Regions from separate parts of the Gossypium arboreum genome. Here region 1 is linked to region 2. Evidence: chromatin contacts called from public Hi-C data. All regions are on one chromosome and are shown on one strand. The core of a region is the stretch at or near the end of the contact, and the rest is flanking DNA. Distances in the headings are between cores, read along the strand shown.

Region 1 (5,598 bases), core at 1,704-4,203, 130 kb after region 2:
TTTAGATTAGTTTTATCTAAATTTAAATGCACTAGGAATGAATTTTATATAATTTTTAAGTTTGTTATTTTTTAAAATAAAAAATTGAAAAGAGTTTATTTTGTTATTTTTATATATTTTAAAGGCTATTTAAATTTAATTTTAAAAAGAACAGACTTAACATGCAAATAAACCAAAAGTTGAAAAAATGTACCCTTTTTCAGCCAATCTAAAAATGGTAATTGCTTCATCAAGTTCCTAAACATCTTATATAATCACACTTCAGTTCTATGCTGCCAATTTTTCCGGCAACATCACTATTTTTTTTTTTTTTGTTGAAAAAATGCAATCATTGGCTGATGTGGGGGTCGGTGCCGTTGATGTGTCTGATGGTATCGACAAATATTGTAGAAATCATGTCATTTTCATACATGATTTTTAAGTTAGCCCATTTTCGTAATTAATCAAAAAAATTTAGAGTACTTTTATTAAAAAAAAAAACCATATTATCACCTTAGAAATTTCATGAGCTTTCTTTATAAACTTATGTGATTTGGGGGAGAAATTAGATTGATGGTTGAATTAGTCAAATAATTAGTTTAATCTATTCAATCGAATCATTTGATTCGATTAAATAAATTATTAAAAATTTTAAAAAAAATATTTAAAAATTAAAAACCTGGTGCAATTCAAATAACCTTGATACAAAGTTGTTTTCCATTGCTTTTGCAAAATCAAAAGTGTTTTTCCATAATAGAAGTAACAGAGAATATTTAACTTCTCAATAAAATTTTTTTTTCCAAAAAGTAACTTTCAATTCAAATGTAAAAGTTGATATTTAGGTAATTTAGTTTTTTTTTAAATTTTATTTTAAAGTGAAATTATTAAAATATCATTATTTATATTGATTATTTAAAAGTAAATAATAATTAAATTAATTTATATTTTATGAATCTTTATATTAATTTAAATATTATTTATTGTTTTATTTATATTTTAAAATATTTTATGTATCATTAATTTTACAACCAAATTATATTAATTACTTAAAAATTATATTTCATTTGTTATTGATATAGATTTAGTTTCAAATATTTTATCTTTTAACTATAATTTTTACAACTAAAAATGAAGCAATCAGAAGAAGTAAATAAGTGGGGTGCACCCAGTAGTATGTTGGATTTGTGGCAAACGCAATCAAGAATTGTGGATGAACACAGAAGGTGCAAGATCTTTTGTGGCTCAAGTGGGAAGATATTTATATTCTCTTCTTTTATTGAAGGAAGGATGATAAAGTGATTGGATTGGGGTTTAGTGGGAAGATCTCCACGCTCATCATAAAACTAAACTTAATTAAAAATAGGTGATCTAAATTCTAGTGGTAGTCCATACATCCTTCATTTCTCTATCACATCTTCTTTACATTTTATTATAATCTAAATTTATTTCTGAAATATAGTTGAATTTTTTGGGGCCGCAAGGGGATTCATCATTAGCCGTTAAAACCTTTCCTTCACTGTTAATTTTAGCATATTCTATTTCACTTTATGCCAAAGGGAAGGACAACCTTACCCTTCAATAACTTCTTTTTGTTTTTGTTAGGAGCATAATCAAATTCAGCCGAGCCTAAATATTATTAAGTTCCAACTTGATTTAAAATTTAAAGTTTAATATTTAACTCGAATTTGATCAAAGATATATTTTTAAGTTCGAGATCGATTAAATTTATTTATCAATTTTTGTATTCAAATTTGAACTCAACTTAATAATTACATAATTTAACAAAATAAAAAAAATAAAAAGCTCAATATAACTTGTGAACTGTTCAAATCAAGTATTATTAAGTTCGAATTTAATTTAATAATTATCGAATCAAATTTAAATAGTTTACCAACACCAATATATTTTATCATATATAATATTAGAGCAAGGGTATCTTAGAAACCCAATGGAGTGATGAAATGAAACCCAAAATTAAATGATAACTTTGAGACATTAGGATGAGATATACAAAATAATAAAAAAGTAAGTTTCAATGATTTGCTATATTGCATAGTGGGAGGGATTTTTCAAAGCTAACAATAAAAAAGAAGAAAACAAAAATAACGTTGACAAAAACCAAACACTGACTCAACTTATTTCTACACTATAATACTCTGTGGTTTCGTATCTCTTTAGCAAAAAAGGAAGACAGAAAAAAAACCCATCCATTTTCTTTCTCTAACACCATTTTAATTTACAGAAAGAGATAGCTAGTTTCTCGCTTTTGGAGAGAAATTTAATGTAGTTTTATTGTGAAGTTTAATATATGTATGCGTTTAGATGATTAATGGTGGTGGAATTTGTTCGGACATGACAGTCACATTATTGCATGGCCATGCAGATGAAAACTGCTGCAGCTGCTTGAATAGCAAATTTTGATGCATGTCCGACAATTTTTGTCGGAGCAGAGTGGACTCGGATCGGAGGCGGTCGTTGTCAGTCCTTACACGATGACAGTGGTACAAAAGGAACCTCAAACGGTAAGTCAGTTCTCGGTTCTCGATTCTAAGCCGGTTCGCCTGGTTCCTTAGGTTTTCTAAATGCTTCTGTTTACGCATCCGTGACCTCCTGGCCGATTCCCGGTTCGATATCATGCGTCTTCTCTTTCGTTCATCGATGATGGAAAGCGTTTTGTTTGATTCGTCCAAACCGGAATTGGAGTGAGTTTGGGTTTGGGTTTGGGTTTGGTTCAGTTCAGTCGAAGCGGAACCGGACCGAGCGGGTCCTACTGATTGGGTAGTGGAAAAAAGTTGGGAGCAATCCCAAGCGCTTTGGAGAGAGGGAAATGGATCACTTTCCATCATGGGATTGGAGGAAATAATGGCCGGAACAGTGGACAACATGGCTTCCTTTAAGAATAACAAACATACATGGGGAAAGAAGAGGAGGAGAAAAGGGAAGAAATGCAGCGTAGGAGGCCTGTATTTATGGGCAGCTTAAGGGTAGTTTGGTAATATTATCAATAAAGTAGAGTTAATTAAAAAGCCATTTATTTAGGTGATGGGTGGGAGTAGATAGATGGTTCAAGTCTCCATCAGATCAAAAGCATTCGATCATGTCCATCTATGAGGCCTACTTTTAAATTTTTATTATAATTTAATCAAACTTTTCTGGGGCGGCATCATTACCCCATAATTAATTTAATTCAACTAATGAACAGGAATGTGAAAGAAATTTAAGTTCCTGCTTCTTAGGAAGTTCCTGAATGTAAGGAACATCACATAAATTCCTACTTCCTCATAGTCATGGATCATTTTCCAAAATTTTCAACAAAGTTCAGTACAATGTTATGCCATAAGGTGTGTGTTTCAACCAAGGATTTAGAGTGTTGTTTCGGTAATAATAATATAGTAATTAATTTTTTTTTGAGGAATTTGATATCCGATTTATTTTACATAATTTTAGTTTTTTTTTAAATTATTTGGTTAAAATATTTATAATTTTACAAATCTAATGATATTCATATTGAATATTTTCTATATTATTAATTTTCTTTTATAATTATATTTTTAGTTTGTAAAATTTCATTATTTCAAGTTTTCATAGAAGAACTATTTATCCAAACTAATCAATTACAATTATTACCATTTTGATTTTATGAATTCTAAAATACTAACATTTTAAAAATCTCTAAAATTTAAAATTCTTCGCCCAACCTCACTCTTAAAAGTTTAAACATAAACATATGTATTTAGTATATAAATCAGATTATATACAACAATTAAGGGTAAATTATAAAATAGTCACCTAACTATGTCTTTAGTTCTATTTTAGTCACCTAGCTATTGTTTTTTTATTTAATCACTAAACTTTTAGAAATTAAATAATTTAATCATTCCCCCATTAGTTGCCGTTAGATGAGTGACGGAAAGCCCTTTTTTTATTAGTCTAATAACAAATTCAACCCTCTAATGTTTAGGCATTCTATTAATTTGATCTTAAATATTAAAAAAATTCAAAAAATTTAACCCTTAATGTTTACAAAATTATGTTCAAATTCTAAAAAATCCAATAACTTTAACCTTCATTGTAACGCCTCAAAATTTTAAACTTTTGTTTGTTAAATTTAGTCATAAGATATGTATTTACTTCAGTGGTTTGGAGCATTGATTGTGCGTTTGAGATTAGGGATTTAAGTCCCACTATTGGAAATTTTTGTTATCTTTTTTACTCAACCTTTGTCTTTGAACTCTCAACTTAAGTTTAATTCTATGTAAATTTATATTAACAATGGGCTTACTGGTTCAGTGGTAAAGCTTTAACTAATTCTTTAGTTTTGCGTTCAAGTCTCTATGGAAGCAATAAGGAAATGTTTGGCATTTTTTTTTTAAATAAATAAGTTTTGTTTTTTAAATCACTTAATCAATTTATTTTTTCTCCACTTTTTTATTTTTATTTTTCCCAAAATTTGTCGATTTTTTGTTCCCTTTTGTTTTCCTTGTGTTTTCTTTTTAGTTTCTTTTCTTTTACTTTTGCTTCAATTCTTGACATTAGTGTGGGAATTCTTCGCTCGATATACTGTTAGGTGTTCTAATTCATTCGGGTAAGTGTGTAATTCTATTTATAGATTATTAGTTTAGTGAATTTTTCAGTTTGTTTCTTGAGATCTTTGTAAAGATTGATTCTTCGTTGGTTGTTGGTTTAATTGGTTTGTTCGAATCAGGAGAGGAGTGAGCGACGTCTAATGTTTCTCCAACAAATTAAGCTTTGTGTAATTGCTGCTTGTTTATCGGTAAACGTTAGTTTTCATTTTGAGGATTTTTTGTCGAAGTTCTTAAATGTAACTACGGTTTTAGATGTTAATTCTAGTGATTTGATTGTGAATAAATGGTCTGATTGGTCACTTGAATGTCGTTTTTAGGTTCTAGAATCAGCATTTTTGCTTCTACATCGAATTCGTATCAAGTGTTTAATGAAAACCCAAGAAATCAGCGAATAGAGAAAGCCATAATTGGGATTGCAGACTCCACACGGCTGTGTGCCAAGTCATGTATCAGAGCATGCAACTTTCTGACTTGAGTCACACGAGCGTGTGTTAGGCCGGGTGCTAGACCGTGTAACTCTTTGACTTGAGTCACATGACAGTGTGACAAACTGTGTGAGGCACTGATATGAGCCACACGGTCGTGTGTCAGGCCGTGTGGGCCACAAGGGCCAGCCAAGTAGGCCATGTAAATCCACATGGGTTTGTGGGCCAAAATTTTGAAATTCTTCTTAGAACCGTAAACATCATTCTAATCGAACGTAGGCCTTCTGTAGGGTCTGTATGATCTGGATTAAGCTGTAAAACTTGCTATCTGATGATCTATTGGCGTATAATTTGTTTTTGTATATATGTCTTATATGATATCTGCTAAGTAAGTATGATATGAATTATTTAAGTATGTTCTGAATTTGTATCACTATATACCTATCTCTGTTATCTGTTAGTTCTGCATATGCATTGGGATGGGATTTGCATTAAAGAAGGAAGTGTGGGCAGTTTAATAATTTGTCGACTCTGTTGACTAAGCCACATACATATATGATTCTAGCAATTTATCGCACTCTAATTTGGAAGCTAGCCTGCAAATAATC
Region 2 (6,239 bases), core at 3,409-5,908:
TAGATTAAATACTCAAATCAACTAAATTATTTATCCTTGATTCAATTTCATTTATAAAATAATTTTGTAAATATTTTTATTAATTACAGACTTGGTTCATTAAAACAAAACTTGAAACTGTACTTTCCGATACCACTGTACCGGGTTGTTACAATAGATGCATACACAATAGTTATACAATATATAGAGAGAGATATACACACACGATTTCAAGGCGCTCGCTAGGAGACTTGGACTAACCGTCTAATTTCTTACAACTTTTTTCTTAAAAGAAATTATTAATACTAGACATTCTATCATACATATGCATGTGAAATACACGTATTTAGAACAGATATGTGTGATTAAAAATAATATACAATAAACAATGAATTTTATGATTTGAAACGATTAATTATAACACATGAAATGTATACGATATTGAAATAAAAATCAGATTAAATTGAAAGTGAAACGAAATTACAATTGATAGAAGTAATAAAATGTGCATATTAAAATAAAAATGTATAAAAGAATTAAAATGAAGCTTTGGTTAAGTGGTAAATTTAAAATTGTACTAATCTAGTTAACATAGGTTCAAATATCATTTTATGCATGTTTTTTAATAAAAAGATTAAAATACTCTCAAATAATATAACTTAATTTAATTACAAAAAATAATTCTATAATTTGTCTAACTAAATTGATGTTCGGTTGACTCATGATACCAATTAATTCAAGTGCTTTAATAATAGTATAGATTATAGTATTATAAAAATATTAAAATAAAATTATGCTTTCTTCACAAAATTTATTATTTTATTTTTTAATTCGTAATTTGGTACACTAAATTTCAGTCCCATTAGGCATTGCTATTTTGAGGTGAAAAAGTGATTTTCAATCTGAAAAGTAGTGCGAAACACTCGACTTTGGGTTGAAAAAGCACGGTGGAAAGCTACTTTTTTACCCAAATAAAAAAATTGGGTTTTTGATCCTATTGACTTTTGGGTATTGAAGGAAAATTTTATTAAAATAAATGTATTTAAAAATAATACTTTTTGTATCATTATATTTAAAATTTTAAAATATTTCATGTATCATTAAATTTATAAATAATTTTATTAATTATTAAGATGTATTTAAAATGTACATTTTATGTATGACTATATTAAATTATTTAAATATTAATTAAAATAATTTATTTTTAATTTTTAACGTCATGTATAAAATAGACATTTTAACTTTCCACTACAAATTCTAATACCAACGTCAAACACTTAAAATTAACAAGCTACACTTTTCCGTGACACTTCCCCATAGCACTTTCTAAAAACACTTATTCAAAAACATTTCTCAATAACAACAATGCCAACATTAGTCCTTAGTAGAGGTGATCATGGGTCGAGCTGGACCCAAGTAAAAATTTTGACCCATTTGCTACGCATGGGCCCGACCAAAAATTTGCCCAAATTTAGCCCAAATAAAAATGTTAAAACTCGAGTTCGACCCAAATTGCCCTTATATTAATTTTTTATATTATATTATTTTTGCATAATTTTGAAATATATATAATACATCAAAATACTAAAAATATTAAAATAAATATTTTCAAACAAATTGAAAATAAATTTTAAAATATATATATTTAAATAATACTAATATAGATGCAACTTAATAAGAAAATGTCTCTAAAATAATAATAAAATTAACAATAAAATAAGTATTATACAATATCCAAACAATAACAATAAAATAGTAGCAATATAATAGTGAAATGGTAGCAAAATAGGAGGAAAACAACAAGAAAATATCATTAAAATAATAAAAAATAGCGGATTTTTTTTGTTATTTAGTGAATTTAGGCCGGGCTTAGGCCAAAAATATCTTACTCGAGGCCCAGCCTATTTTTAAAACGGGCGTTATTTTTTTGTCCAAACCCATTTTTTAGGCCTATATTTTTGTCCAAACCCTCTCACTTTTTGAGCAGGCCATGGGTTGGGCCGACTGGCCTGGCCGATGAGGAGGTTTAGCCCTTAGTAACCAATATCATTTATTTTATTCTTTTTTTATTATATGTTCAAAGGATAAAGGAAATACAATTTTTTAAATCATTAAGATATCTAGTATTGTCACAATCGGATTATGCCGGTGAATTGAATTAATTGAATCAAGAACTGATGGTCTAATCAGTTTAATAGGTAATATATAATTGGAAATAAAGCAAACCACTGTGAAATGGTAAAAAATTGAAAACCAAGAAAAAAAGCAGACGATTCAATGGATTATAATTTTTAAAATTTTATTTGATTATTGTTAAATTGATGATTTGATGATTCAACCACTAACATAATTCTTAAAGGTATCTTATATAAACTCAACATGTGACACTTTCTAATGTGTTTTTTTTAAATTTTTCTTTTGTATTATGAAATAATTTTATGTGTATTTTAATTATTTTAGTTAGATTAAAGGTTTTCAACATTAAAATTATAATTCATATTAAAATTTTACATTTGCAGGGTATTTAAAATTAATTTATATAGCTTTTGCAATATAAAATTATATCTAATATTTTCATATTAAGTTGTTTATTGTTGGATAATCCAAATTTAAATAGCAAAAAGAAATCATCTTGTTCAAAATTTAATATAACATGTAAGGTCCTTGAAATGTTGTTCTTAATATTAAAAAAGAGAGTATTTTTACATTAAAATATATTTTCTAAAATTAAATAAAATAAACTTTATAAGTTTTTTTCCTAACAATTTATTTACTTTAAATTTTTATATATACCCTTTAATCCCTTATTTATACTTTTGATTTCCTCCATGTGTATGTATGAATAGGAAATGATCTTTATACACTATTATATTTTTAAATTAGTTTTATACACTTTCTTAACTATTTTTTTTATAATTAATATTTTAACAATAAATAAATTGAATTTATCAATATAATTGTAATATCATGCCTATACATTTTCAAATCAATCTAATATATTTATTATATCCGTCTATAATAAGTAGACAAAAACTACCAACGATGGTAATGATTGAATTAAGAATTTTAAATTAAAAGAGTAGGAGGATTAAATTTTAAACTTTTAAAATACAGGGACTAAATCTCAAATTCTATACAAGTAGATGTATTTTAACTTTATCATCATGCTGGAACTTTGCAACATATATCAAACACTTGATCTAAAGGTGCATGATCGCCGGTTCCTTCATCTTTATGAGCATATAACAGTTGTTACCTTTGAACACAAACATCCCTCCTTGATAGTATCAAAGAGGAAAACTTATATTATAACAGTGAATTTAGGGTTATACAAGCTAAAATGAAATTAGGCTTACCTGTTGCAGTACACTACTTGTTTCGTCAGGGGTGGCCTCAATTGTGTAGTTTTTTACAGCTTCTTGCAGGGACTCAAATCTTGAAAACACTTTAGTCTGCACGACCTAGACAGTGTATGATTGACAAGCATGTGTTTGTTTTATTTTTACACTCCATCAATGTAATAGATGTTTGTGTCCAAAATTACTGAAATCTGAAAAATCGAGAACAAAATACTGCAGAGAATGGAAAAGAGATGTACACTTGCTGGGTTGAAAAATGTACGACCAAAGCCATAATATAGGCCCAAAATATCATATGCCTGAAAAGGAGAATGTTAAAAAAACCAATTAAAGGGAAAATATGGATCCATTAACACACTGATATTACCTCTCGGTTTGGATCAGCGTAAAGGCAATCCATTGGAAATGGTAGCTGAATCAATTTCAGTGAGCCAACTTATGAAATTTGTTAACAACAATAATTATAATAATAATAATAAATTTGGTATCAATGGTACCCGTTCTGCAAGCAAACGTGCTTTGTTAGGTGTACCAACGCCGATTGCAATCAGTTTAACTCCAGCTGATTCAAATCTTGCTTTTGCTTCTTTCAATTCTAAACCAAGTTCCCAGCTAATAATGAATCAAAGAACATAACTTGTTTAGCAATGAATCATATAAATTTACACATACAATAAATAAATAAATAAATAAACGCCCAGTCAAGTGAGGACCAACAAGGGCATCCGAAATGGCGTAGATGTGCAACAACTGCAATTCCCTGTTGGGGGTAAAGAGAATAAATTAATAAAAGGCAAAGATCGGAGCAAGTTTTTAGCAATAAGAAAGGAGTAAAATTTACTTGGTTTTGGTCCCTAAGGTCTTTGAGAATGACAGGCTGATCAGCAGCAGTGAAAATGGTAACATCCCCAAGGACGTCACCTATATCTGCACTGAATTCAGAGGTAGAGGCTTTTCCCACGACCCCAGAGTTGTTGGTGCCATTATTGCATGTGAAAAGCTTGGCTGGTTTTAGTTTTATAGGAGAAGAAATGGGGAATTTTAATGAAGGAATTTGAGATCCAAATTTAAGAGAATTAATTGAAGAAAAATATAGAGGTCGCACCGATTGCAGGTTTTGTGAAGGTAAGGTGGTCATTGTAGGGATACAGAGGGTGGGAAACTGAAAACTTTCCAAGAAACAAAAAATGGTCGATTTATTTTGACCCCAATTTTATTTGATGAAATTTGTGGAGGGAGGAATTTCTTGTTGCTGGATTGGTGGTTGAGAGATCATCAACGTTTCTATTGTGTGGGCTGCTTATTTGGATTAGGTTTTCAATCGGCTGGGATCTAGCCCACTAAATCACTTCTTTTTTTCAAGTCCAATATTATTTCCTTTCTAAGAGTTTTTACCATCTTTTCGTGGCAGTATTGCCATTAGACTGCTCAATGATTCCATAAACTGATTAGCCATTGACTACCACCAACTTAAACCTCCTCCTAAGTTTTAAATTGGTAACTAAATTTTTTTGGGTCAATTAAATATTTGAATTTAATGTTTTAGTTTAAATTGGTACTTAAATTTAATTCTTTTTTTTTTTTAAATTAATATTTACAATGAATGATTTATTTAAACCAATTTGAATTATGAAGCCAAGTTCAAGTACCTAATTAGACACACAAAAAAAAAAAGCTTAAATAACTAAACTAAGTTCGACATCCTTTTCTTTTATCGGTAGTTCCACCAATTGATATGTTTTCACAAATAAATTGAAATTTAATTTCTTTCATTGCATATTCAATTTTTCGAAACTTATAAAGTTCTTCCGTTAAGCTTCGATCCATGAGCGCACAAAATCTTTCAAATTGCATCTGATTCGGCCTAAGTATTGTAAACATTTTTCTATTTTCATCCCCAAACATTTTAAATTTCCCATTTCTCAAAAAAATCCCACTCTTTTTTCATTATTTATCAAATGACATAAATTAATTCAATAATGATACAACTAAATGAAATTTTGTCTAATTTCATATAGGATACGAAAAAAATTATACTCAAATTTGAATTTATATTTACAATAAACAGAATTTATAGATGAGATTTAGCCGCATAGACTTTTGAATAGAATAAACCTCTACCATTATTATTATGATATTACATATTCCAATAACCAATAAAGCATTGCTCTCGATTTCGACATATCAAACATATAAATCAAATAGCCACTGGGCCTTGAAGAGTATTGCTAGGCTTCCATCATAGTAACCACTTCTAATCAAACATCTAATCAAATTGGTGCCCTCTAACTAAGCTGAAACTGGGCTGATTGAAAGCAACGCATGTCCATAAAAGGGTGAATATCATCTTCAGTACCTTGCCCCCCTCAAATTGCACACTTATTGGTGGCAGATCATGAAGCAATCTTTAGCTAAAAAACAAACCTTGCTAGGTAAAATTAATCTCCAAAGGGTTATTCGGCGTTCTGATACAAAACTTGTCTCTCTCTTAGCTATGTAGTCCCTCAGTCTCAACCTCTTTAGCATGCACTAATCTGTAAGCGGATTTTACTACGAAAATATTGTAGTATGAAAAGGTTCGCATTTTGTCCGACTGAAGTTGGGATTGAATTTGAATTTTATATTTATTTTAGATTTTTGTTTAATAGTTTATTAATTTATCATATTTATAGCTTTTTTATTAATTAAAAAGTAAATAGAATGTTAAAAACATGAAAAGTTTAAAAATTGAATTCTTGTTTTTATATATACTAGGTTTAATTTCAGGGCTACACATGTAATATTATTAAATTATAATGTAGTAATACAATTCAATAACTTTTTAAAATATAATTAATATAATTTTCATAATGTACCAATATGAAATTATAAATTTAAATTCAAAATATAAATGAAAGATAG

The links. A called contact is a pair of places that touch in the nucleus more often than the background predicts.
Region 1: a Hi-C map of leaf shows a contact between it and region 2, with 1.8 times the contacts expected there. The contact joins the promoter of LOC108477784 here to the promoter of LOC108478650 in region 2. A contact is called at or near these places in 2 of 5 Hi-C or Micro-C datasets (both in leaf).

The regions. Positions count from the first base shown.
Region 1 is chr12:45,864,962-45,870,559 of ASM2569848v2, forward strand. LOC108477784 (basic leucine zipper 4-like) reads right to left here and starts at 2,954. Exons shown (of 1, transcript XM_017780278.2): 1 at 2,010-2,954. The coding sequence starts at 2,864. The coding sequence ends at 2,298.
Region 2 is chr12:45,729,463-45,735,701 of ASM2569848v2, forward strand. LOC108478650 reads right to left here and starts at 4,659. Exons shown (of 8, transcript XM_053023441.1): 1 at 4,180-4,659; 2 at 4,056-4,098; 3 at 3,836-3,950; 4 at 3,706-3,750; 5 at 3,578-3,637; 6 at 3,336-3,440. The coding sequence starts at 4,063.